Regions from separate parts of the Sus scrofa genome. Here region 1 is linked to region 2. The links are chromatin contacts, called in public HiChIP or PLAC-seq maps. All regions are on one chromosome and are shown on one strand. Each heading gives the region's core, a stretch centred on a gene start, on an enhancer-like site or on the middle of the called end of the contact. The rest is flanking DNA. Distances are from core to core; before and after follow the strand shown.

Evidence for each region. HiChIP or PLAC-seq counts read pairs in DNA pulled down with a chosen protein or histone mark.
Region 1: a contact with region 2 is called in an H3K27ac HiChIP or PLAC-seq map of skeletal muscle. The contact joins two enhancer-like sites. A contact is called at or near these places in 3 of 47 Hi-C or Micro-C datasets (alveolar macrophages, epiblast stem cells and retroperitoneal adipose tissue) and 2 of 2 datasets of contacts at active chromatin or transcription factors (alveolar macrophages and skeletal muscle).

The regions. Positions count from the first base shown.
Region 1 is chr6:69,855,240-69,860,619 of Sscrofa11.1, forward strand. No RefSeq gene overlaps it. Among named protein-coding and RNA genes, the nearest start is that of SLC25A33, 77 kb to the right of the region's middle. Within about 2 kb of position 2,997, at least 24 of the 83 cell types and tissues checked have an H3K27ac peak or open chromatin away from gene starts, as enhancers often do. A contact at or near this core is called in skeletal muscle, where this site is marked.
Region 2 is chr6:69,692,294-69,698,037 of Sscrofa11.1, forward strand. It overlaps H6PD (GDH/6PGL endoplasmic bifunctional protein), which reads left to right. Exons shown (of 5, transcript XM_021095286.1): 5 at 841-5,744. The coding sequence ends at 2,204. Among named protein-coding and RNA genes, the nearest start is that of SPSB1, 25 kb to the right of the region's middle. Within about 2 kb of position 1,493, at least 3 of the 83 cell types and tissues checked have an H3K27ac peak or open chromatin away from gene starts, as enhancers often do. A contact at or near this core is called in skeletal muscle, where this site is marked.

The DNA of each region.
Region 1 (5,380 bases), core at 1,747-4,246, 160 kb after region 2:
CCTGCCATTCAGGCCAGAAGAGTCAAACGCACCGGGCCCAGTTCTACCAGAGGACACGTGCACGGAGGGCTTCTGCTGGCTCTCTGGAAAAGGGTTTGCTTTTCTCCTCTGAGATGGATAGAACCGGTGCTCCTCCATCCTCTTCTTCCTGTCTTGACAGCGGGCGTGATTCCTGGAGCTGTGGCAGCCATTTATGACCAGGAGGTGACCCACCAACTCTAAAGTCATAGTGATCCAGTGCACAAAACTTTTCTCTGGTTGCCACCCCCTCTCTGGAGGGTAACTATGCCCATCACAAGACATCAGAAATGCCTGGAGCATTGTTACACAAAAGAAGCCCTTTTTTTTTTCTTTCTTTTTTTTTTTTTTGCATTTTAGGGCTACTCCCATGGCACATAGAGGTTCCCAGGCTAGGGGTAAAATCGAAGGGACAGCTGCCGGCCACAGCCACAGCCACAACAGCACCAGATCCGAGCCACATTTGTGACCTACACCACAGCTCACAGCAACGCCGGATCCTTAACCCACTGAGCGAGGCCAGGAACCAAACCCGAATCCTCGTCGATACTCGTCGGGTTCTTAACCAGCTGAGCCACGATGGGAACTCCCCAAAGAAGACAACTATTCAAACTAAGTGCTGGCTGACTCCCCTCAGCTAATGCAGGTGGAACAGGATGCTGAGAAATGACTCTGTTTCAAATCTGGCAAAGGTCCTGAGGCAGAGAATGAACCAGTACTCCTGTGTTCCAAGGAGGGGCTAGGCCACCTCTGCCTGGGCTGCAAAGAGCTGTGACCACTCCCAGGGAGCAGATGGCAAGGCCAGGAGAAAGAGATTGGAAATGAGATGATTTCCTTAAAGAGAGCTGTTGAGCGCTATGGCCCCACCATGGATGAGAGGAGGAGCCTAGAACGGGGGGCTTCGAGGAGCCCTTTCAGAGAGCTTGGGGAGCAGACAACTGGTGTCTGTCATGTACCAAGAAATTTTTTTTGTGGGTTTTTTGTTGTTTTTTTGTTGTTTTTTTTTTTTTTTTTTTTTTTTGGCCGCCCTATAGCATAGGGCGTTCCCGGGCCAGAGATCAGATCTGAGCCACAGTTGCGACCTACACCGAAACTGCAACAACACCAGATCCTTAACCCACTGCACTGGGCCGGGGATCAAACCTGTGTCCTGGCACTCCAGAGATGCTGCTGACCCCGTTGCGCTCCAGCAGGAACACGACACACCCGAGCAATCTTAACGGCAAGCACTTGAGTCCATAGCCTGAAGCAGAGGGCCCTGCTCGGGTGAGGGCTTCCCCCACTCCACCAAAGGCCTGAGTAAGAAAGAAACCTCTCAGAGTTCCCTGGCGGCTCAGTGGGTTAGGGATCCAGCATCATCATGGCTGTGGCTCATATTCAATCCCTGGCCTGGGAATTTCCACATGCCTCAGATGGAGCTAAAACAAGAAAGCAAGGAAACTCTCTTTCTGCCCAGTGCACCCATGGCATGGGGAAGTTCCCGGGCCAGGGATGGAACCCATGTCACAGCAGCAACCTGAGCTGCTGCCAGCACCATGCCAGATCCTTAACCCCTTGTGCCCCAAGTGAATTCCTCTGCCTGACTGTCTTTGAACTGGGACATCCATCAATTCGGATTCACGCTCAGACTGGAGTTTTGGCCCTCGGCTCTCCCGGTCTCCAGCTTGCCACCTACAGAGCTCAGACTGTTCCCTCTCCACAATCCCCGGAGGCCAGTGCCTTAGAATAAACATATATCTCTACCTTCCATCAGTTCTCTGGAGACCCCGGCCTAAAACACATTGGTTCCTGCCTCGAGAAGAGCGCCTCTGCCTTTTCCCACGGCAGGCTTCCTTCTGGCTGGGCACAGCCGCAGGTGGGTGGGAAGAAATTTAACTTCTGTGAATCCATGTTACACAGAAACCTTGTAGACGTGAGTTGGCCGGAGGACTTTCTGCCACTCACCTCTGTGAGAAAGCCACAGGTCCGCCAGAGATCTCATGGGGGACTCGGCTAGAGAGAAACCACCCACCCCCAGGCAGTGTGGGGGCAGACCCTGCAGAGTAAAGAAGAGAGTTTCACTCTGCTTCACCCACAAACCCCATCAGCATCACACCCTGGTTTCACTAACAGGGTGTGCGATGCCTGCAGGTGGTCTGTGTTTTTAGGCGGGACCCAAACATTTCCCAGGTCCCTTCTCCCAAACACTAAGCTCCTTTTTCTCCTCCTTGGCCGTTTTTGCCGGTCCTGGAGCACAATACCGCATGGAATTCAGGCCTTGGGTTTTGGGGGACTTTTTCTTTGTTGGTTGGTTTTGTCTTTTTAGGGCTGCACCCCACAGCATATGGAGGTTCCCAGGCTGGAGTGGAATCGGAGCTCTAGCCGCTGGCCTACACCACAGCCACAGCAATGCAGGATCCGAGCCATGTCTGCAACCTACACCACAGTTCACAGTGACGCCGGCTCCTAAACCCACTGAGCGAGGCCAGGGATGGAACCCACAACCTCATGGTTCCTCGTCGGATTCATTTCCGCTGCACCACGACCGGAACTCCCAGGCCTTGGGTTTATTAAATGTAAAAAGTAGCTTCAAGGAGCATAGAGTTACAGGACTCTGTTTTAAAAATGCTTGAAAAGCAACTCCTTTGAAAGCCATATCTTTTCCCATCCTGCCAGGATCCCGCTGGGATGGGGACAGTGGCCTCAAATTGAGTTCCAAGCTGTGTCTCGGCCAGGGGGGCGACCCGGCAGACAGTGTGCTGCAAACCACCAGGCCAGGAGTCTCTGATGTTTATCTGCATCTGCCCAAATTCCCAGGACTATTCTGGGGGTTTCCAGGCCCACATGGGAAGCGTCAGCCTGTGCCTGGAGGTGCAAAAAGCGCGAGATCGAGCGGCTCCTGTGTCTTCACTCCCACGGCCCTCACCTCACGTGGCGTTCCCTCTCTCCTGGTCCCCTTGGCCCCTGTGCCAAGGCAGGCTAGATCCAGCCGGGCTATTTATAGTGCTGCTACAGGACTGGGCAGCTGGTAGGAGCAGATGTTTTCTGATACAGAGAAAGAGAGCTATTTATACCAGGCGTTGGATGAAAATGAGTCAGAGGGCAGGCTGCAGCCATAGTTGGTGTTCTTTGCCCTCTCATCGCTGGGGAAAGTTCTCCAGCCCCTCAGGTGAAAGTGTATTTCACCCCCACTGCCTAGACAGTGCAGTTCAGCAGACGCTGCCCGAGAGCCGGCTGCCAGGTGGGCCCTGAGATAAGACAGGCCCCTCTCCTTGTTGCAGTCCCGGAAGGGAAACCTCAGGAAAGCAAACAGTGGCGAGCGGGCGCATCTCTGTGCCTGAGAAACACAGATGCCAGTGATGGAGGCTGCTGGGCCTTGGGAAATGGCGATGGGGCGGGGAGAGGGGAGGGAGGGGTCGGGGAGGACCACAAGGTCATGACTGCTAACCCGGCTGGGAGGAATGGACAGGAACGGTCCAGGCGAGCAGCTGTCACCAGGGCAGCAGGAATAGAATTGGGGTGTGGAGGTTTTGCAGCCTGACCCGGTGCATTCTGGGAATATCCTGGAATCAGACAATCTGAGGGCATGGGGCTTCCTGAGGGATTTCGGAGGAGGAGGCTTGACAGGTGAGCTGGGGCTGGACTGAAAAGGGTCATGGCCCACACTCAGGAATGTGCACTAATGCAACTTCACCTTTGGGCAGGAGGAGACGGCAAAGTTTGCAAGCAAGAAAGCAATCTGTTGTTCCAGGGAGCGATGGAAAGTGTGGGTCAGTGAGCAAGCTCCTCCTGTGTCTCCTGTGGCACTATGCCTGGCACACAGTCGGTGCAGTATAAGTGCTTCTTAAAAGAGCAGGCACACCGAGCTTCCCCCTGTCTGGAGGCAGCGTGCAGACCATCCATGAAATGAGTCTCAGCTTCTCGCTGAGAGCCAGATGGGGCTGCGGGCACTGTTCCCCTTCAGCCCCTTAAGCCAAGCCCCCCCCAAGATTTCCCACCATGCTTTTCCTGGCCACTGCTTGCCCTGCTCCGTGCCCCACCCCCCTCTGATTCAGCCCATTGCTTTATCTGCACCTCCTGCAGCATCAGCCCTGGCGTGGGCCTGGCTCATGCCCATGGCGCCAAAACCAAGTAATAATAATTATAACAACCAAACACATTTCGCTGAATATTTGGGGAAGTAAAGCAAGTTTACAAACACTAACAAAAGGAAATATTAAGAAGTTCCCATTGTGGCTCAGCAGAAACAAGCCCAACTAACATCCATGACAACGTGGGTTCGATCCCTGGCCTCGCTCAGTGGGTTAAGGATCTGGTGTTGCCCTGAGCTGTGGTGTAGGTTGCAGACATGGCTACATTGCTGTGGCTGTGGTGTAGGCTGGCAGCTGTAGCTCCAATTGGACCCCCAGCCTGGGAACTTCCATATGCCGCAGGTGCAGCCCAAAAAAGCCAAAAAAAAAAAAAAAAAAAAAAAAAAGACAAAACAAAGCCCCAAACAGAATATTAGCCTTCTCCTTGTTCTTAAACAGCCACAAGCCATTTCTGCCTGCCCGCTTCTTGAAGGGTTCTGCGAACTCTGAGGGTTTGTTTCACCTTCCGCTCCTTAACTAAACAAAGACTCTTTGTTCCCTAAGAAGAATATTGGTTCCATAAGGTAAGAAAGTCATTTTTCCCACATCACAGCATGATATAGCAGCTTTGATACACTTTAGACCTGACACTAGAGGGGACAAAAAAAAATAAGTCTGTCCCTAGGACAGATGTTGGAAAAGGACAAAGATTCTTTTCTTGGCCAAATTTTTCAGACTCCTAAAACTTCTAGATCTATCTGTGCCCTTCCTTGTAAAATTCAGTTTTTCTTTCTTTTCTTTTTTTCTTTTCTTTCTTTTCTTTTCTTTTCTTTCTTTCTTTCTTTCTTTCTTTCTTTCTTTCTTTCTTTCTTTTTCTTTCTTTTTCTTTCTTTCTTTCTTTCTTCTTCTTCATATTATTATTATTGTTTTTTTAGGGCTGTACCTACAGCATATGGAGGTTCCCAGGCTAGAGGTTGAATTGGAGCTGCAGCTGCCAGCCTACACCACAGCCACAGCAATGCGGGATCTGAGCCACATCTGTGACTACACTACAGCTCACAACACTGGATCCTTTACCCACTGAGCAGGGCCAGGAGTCAAACCTCATGGATACTAGTCAGATTCACTTCTGCTGTACTGCAACGGAAACTCCATAAAATCCAGTTTTAGCAAGAATCCTGCTAAGTTGGCTCAGAAGAACCCAGCACCCTTGATATCTGATCAATTTCTCACCCCCCCCCCATCAGCCCTCAGGGAATATCTGCCCACCTGGCTTGCCTTTAGCAAGAATCCCACCAGGTCCGTTTAGCCAG
Region 2 (5,744 bases), core at 243-2,742:
ACGCTGGTCAGGCAGATGCCCACTGGGGCCGTCCTCTGGGGAGTTCCACAGGCTCAGAGCTTCCCGGGGGAGGCTGGCTCCCTCACACCAACGTCACGGCTCCTACGACCAGAGCAGCAGCTGCCTGTGGGGCCCTGACTGGGTGCCTGGCGCCTTATATGAATTATCTCATTGAATCTTCACACACACAGGCACCTCGGGCAGGTATGATTGTCATCCCTCCTGAGAGGAGAGGAAACACGAGGCTCAGTAAAGTCGCCAGAACTTGCCCAAGGTCATGTGGAGATAGTCCATGAGAAAATCAGGCTTGGAGTTGGGTCTGGGCTGTGCTCAGTGTCCAGCCCTTATCGCCATGGACCCCCCGCAGGCCTCCTCCCCTGCATGCCAGTTCCCTGCGGGCCTGTGGCTGGGTGCCCTGCCCCCCTCCCCGCCTCCCTGTATGCGTCCTGGGTGCTCTGCCAATGGAAGGAAGCACTTTCCCGTAGGGCCCCCCCCCCAGCGGTCAGGATCTCCCCCACCGTGCCCCCACCGTGAGACCCCTCTCTAGTCTCTGGATTGGAGTCGCTCAGGCCAGTTCTCCTTTGCTCAGTGCCGATGATGCCAACAGGTGCCTCAAGGGATGTGGGTGTCCATGGTGGCCCCAGAGGCTACGTCTCGAGCCCCGACATGGACGAGGCGAAAGGCGAGCCAGGGGCTGTCTCGGCAGTAGGTGCCCAGAGGAGGGACCTGGAGAGCAGGAGGCTGGCTGGCTGGCAGGAAGGAGAAGGGATGGCACATGGGCCAGGCGGTCCTGGGTTCCAGTGCTGGAGTGTCACCTCCGCTGTCCCCCTGTCGCCCCAGGCATCCTCGTGCATGTCGACAACCTTCGCTGGGAGGGCGTCCCTTTCATCCTGATGTCCGGCAAAGCCTTGGATGAGAGAGTGAGCTACGCGCGCGTCCTGTTCAAGAACCAGGCGTACTGCGCCCAGAGCGAGAGGCGCTGGGAGGCTGAGCAGAGCCAGTGCCTGCCGCGGCAGGTCATCTTCTACATTGGACACGGCGAGCTGGGCAGCCCTGCCGTGCTGGTCAGCCGGAACCTGTTCAGGCCCTCCCTGCCCTCCGCCAGCTGGTGGGAGGTGACCGATCGGCCCGGGCTGCACCTCTTTGGCCGCCCCCTGTCTGATTTCTATGCCTACAGCCCTGTCAGGGAGCAGGACGCCTACTCTATCCTCATATCTCATATCTTCCACCACCGGAAGGACTCCTTCGTCACCACGGAGAACCTGCTGGCCTCCTGGGTCTTCTGGACCCCCTTGCTGGAAAGCCTGGCCCGTGAGGTCCCACGCCTCTACCCAGGGGGAGCGGAGAATGGCCCCGTGTTGGACTTTGAGTTCAGCAGCAACCGCCTGTCCTTCTCGCAGCCGCCGCCGGAGCAGGTGGTGCCAGGGCCAGGCTCTGTCCCGACGCCCAGCCACTTCCAGGTTCTCACGGCGAAGTACCGCCACAGCCCGCTGATCTCGGCCTGGCCCGAGGAGCTGATTGCCAGGCTGGCCGGCGACATCGAGGCCGCGGCCGTGCGGGCCGTGCAGCGCTTCGGCAAGTTCCACCTGGCGCTCTCAGGCGGCTCCAGCCCCGTGGCCCTGTTCCAGCAGCTGGCCACGGGCCACTACGGCTTCCCCTGGGCCCACACGCACCTGTGGCTGGTGGACGAGCGCTGCGTCCCTCTCTGGGACCCCGAGTCGAACTTCCAGGGCCTGCAGGCCCACCTGCTGCAGCACGTGCGTGTCCCCCACTACAACGTGCACCCCATGCCCGTGCAGCGGCACCAGCGGCTCTGCGCCGAGGAGGACCAGGGCGCCCAGGCCTACGCCGAGGAGATCTCCGCCCTGGTGACCAATAGCAGCTTCGACCTGGTGCTGCTGGGCATGGGCACGGATGGGCACACGGCCTCCCTCTTCCCGCAGTCGCCCACGGGCCTGGACGGCGAGCAGCTGGTGGTACGGACCGAGAGCCCATCCAGGCCGTTCCAGCGCATGAGCCTCAGCCTGCCCCTCATCAACCGTGCCAGGAAGGTGGCGGTCCTGGTCATGGGCAGGATGAAGCGCGACATCGCCATGCTGGTGAGCCGCGTGGGCCACGAGCCCAAGAAGTGGCCCATCTCGGGCGTCCTGCCCACGTCTGGCCAGCTGGTATGGTACATGGACTACGAGGCCTTCCTGGGGTGATGGCCTTTGCCCTTCACCCCCACCCAGGCTTCCCTTCGCCTGCCCTCTCTCCGCCCTCTTAGTCCTGCCCCCCGCCCCGATCCCCCCCTCCCACTGCGTGCTCTGGCCCCTCTGCAATCAGAGGCCTCACTCAGGGTCAGGCCGCAGAGAGGGAGGTCGCGGTCCCTCCCAGCCCCGGTGACTGTCCCTGTCCGCCGGTGATGGGTGCACACCAAAACAAGGAAGAAATGGTATCTCTGCCCTCGAGAAGCTTGAAGTTCAAGTCAAGAGAGGAATACCCACCTTGAGAGAAGACCTGCAGCAGCCACACGTGAATATCAACCAGCACAAAGGGAGAGACGGTTTGGAAGCTCCGCCCATGAGCAGGGGTGCGGAGGCTGGGTTAGTCAAGGGAGGCTTCCCGTGTGCCGGGACCTTGGACCAGCTCAGCACCAAGGGGGGCGGCTGCAGCCTCCCCTCCTCCTGCTATCTCATGGTGGCCTCCAGCTCCTGCCCGCCGGTCCCTCCAGCCGGCCCTCGCCTCACCACCAGCACATGCTGAAGACCTGGGGAAACCAACACAGCTTCTCTTTAAAGAACAGGTCGGGTGCTCTGCTTCTAAGGAGCTATGGGCCAATAATACCTGTTTTTCTGAAACATGTTTTTTTTTTTTTTCCTGAGATGCCCCAAGGCAGGTGTCTCTGAAATTCTTTTTAAAGATTTCAAAATTCTCAGGATGCATTTACTTTTTTTTTTTTTTGGCTACGCCCATGGGCAGGCAGAAGTTCCCAGGCCAGGGATCAAACCCGAGTGACAGCAGTGACCACGCCAAATCTTTTACTGCTACTAGCCACCAGGGATCTCCGGGATGCCCATTTCATTTTTATTCAGTGTCCCACAGAGCCAGGCCCCCAAGACATGGCGATAAAGGGTAAGACAGGTTTTTCTGTATAACCTCTTCCCTGTCTTACAGTTAAGGGTTTGTATCAGGCAGATGCATCTGATCTGGCAGACACAAAGTGCCAAGGTCACACCAAGGGCTTTCCTGGGGGAGGAGAAGCATCACAAAATCTGCTTCTCTACTTTTGATTGTTTTACACTTTTCTCAAGCCTGTTTATTCTGCTTTAAGAATTTATCGGAATTCTTGTCATGGCTCAGTGGTTAATGAATCCGACTAGGAAACATGAGGTTGCGGGTTTGATCCCTGGCCTCTCTCAGTGGGTTAAGGATCCGGCGTTGCCGTGAGCTGTGGTGTAGGTTGCAGACACGGCTCAGATCCTGCGTTGCTGTGGCTCTGGCGTAGGCCAGTGGCTACAGCTCCGATTGGACCCCTAGCCTGGGAACCTCCATATGCCGCGGGTGCGGCCCTAGAAAAGGCAAAAAGACAAAAAAAAAAAAAAAAAAAAAAAAAAAAGAATTTATAAGAATTCTTGCTTTCCTCTGAGATGAGCGTATGTGAGATGGGCACCTAGCTGGACAGGCTCTGCATATGATGGCACTGCTTGAAATTTGGCTTCCCCTGGCCTCCAGCGCCCCAGGCCAGACAGGGCACCTCTCTCTATGCCAAGAGCTCACCTTGGCAGAACAGAACAAAGTGCCCGGGTCAACACATCTCCTCACTTTCCAAGAGTAGGCATCTTAGCTTTGATGCGCTTGGTGGGCCCAGGTGCAGGAGCGGACCCCTGGTTGCAGGCCAGGTGCCACCTCTGGCCACGTGGGGGCGCCCTTGCCCCACCCCTTCGGTCTGGGCTCTGGGCCTCGGTGGCAGTGCCCCCCTTGGCAGGTTCCGCCCTGTTCTTTGCGTTTCCATCATCTGCCTCCCTGGGCCCTTGGTGCTGGGCACCCCTCCCCCTACCAGTTCCTCAGGAACTTCTTCCTCTGCGGTTGCGCCACCAAAGAGATAGTGTCACTGCGGGACAAGGAGCAAGCAGACGCCTGATGTCACTGTTTCTGAATAATAGTGAGTCACGGTGAGCCTGAGCCTGGCATGTCCTATTCTCAGAAGAGCTCCTTGCCTCAAAACGGCGCCTGCATCGGTGGAGAGCCCGTGGGGGGGGACGGGGTGGGGACAGAAAGGGCCAAGGTCTCCTTTACGGAATCAAGCGCTGTCTTAAAGCCACACCAGAAAAGCCCACTGGGAGACCCTGTCTGAAATCCTGCTTCTGGCCGCTCGGCCCCGCTGTCCCTGCCTCACCCTCTGCCAGGAAGGAGAGTTCTCTGAACTGGGCCACCTCTGCCGGTGGTTTTCAAGCTTTTTGGACCATGATCCACAGCAAGAAACACACTTTGCATCATGGGCCAGGGGCACAGAAATCTGCATCTCGAGCCGAAGTTTCACAAAGGACTTCTCACCCTGAGACTTCCAGATACCTTCTCTTTTCTATGTTTCATTTTTTTTTTTTAAATGCTGCCTGTCATTTGCTAAATCAAGATGACACGTGGTTGGAAAAGTGCTGCTCTAACCCGACTTTACCCTGTGGTATCAGCCGAGCCCCCCGCCCCGAGGTTTGGAAGGGGGCACGGGCACCCAGCTCTCACCTGACGGCACTGGGACTGGTAGCCAGGCTTCCCATTCCTGGCTCCGTCTGCGGGGGCCGGGAGCAGGGGGTGAAGACACGCCAACCAGGAGCCTGGGGCTTGTGGGAGCCACGACGCTGTGTCCCTTACAGAGGGGCCATGGGTACCAGGCTCAGTCCTGAGCGTTTTGCCCTCGTGGTCTTGTTTCATCTTTTCAGCCCTCCTTTGAGGAGGTGGATGGATCCTCATTTACTGATCATTTTGAAACTGAAACTGGTCTTGTCTAAATGGCAGCAGGCCAGCAGTTCTGAGCCAGACGTGCAGCCCAAGGCTTCGGGGTTCTGGGTGGGTGTTCCTAGCCATCCTGCACGGCCACCTACCTCCCAGCCGCGGTGCCCAGAGCCCAGCCTCCCTGAGGGGACCCCAGGTCAGAGGCCCGCCTGCGCCCTGTGGCCCAAGAAAGGCAGCAGGGAGGCCTCGTCACATCCCATCTCTGGAGCAGGCATTAGTTCCGTTGGCTGCTGGGCCCGATCTCAGGGGCTTCCCAGGTTGCTGTAAGCTAGATTCCGACTTTGCTCCAGAAGCAAGCTTTGCTGCTCAGCGCTGTTAGCATCCGTAGTCTTGCTGACCTGCCCTGCCTCTCATTTCTCTGTGGACGGAGTGTGAGTCCTGCTCCTGGGCCTTCAGTTTAGCTCCACAGCCCATGCCCTCTGCCAGGGGGCGACGGTCAGACTCTTCCCTCCAGGGCTGTCTTTCCAGAACGCACAGGCTTGGTCTGCCTGATTTGAGAGCTTTCCCCTTCCCGATTGTCCAGAAGCTGGGGATAGCATGATAGAGGAAGCAAGGAGAGGCTTGCACAGAAGCTTGAGGGACCGTTTTCTACAAGGAAGTTTTCGGAAAAAGACTTTTTTTTTTTTTTTTTTTGGTCTTTTGTGTTTTGGGGGCTGCACCTGAGGCATATGGAGGTTCCCAGGCCAGAGGTCAAATGAGACCTACAGCTGCCAGCCTACGCCACAGCCACGGCAATGTGGGATCCCAGTTGT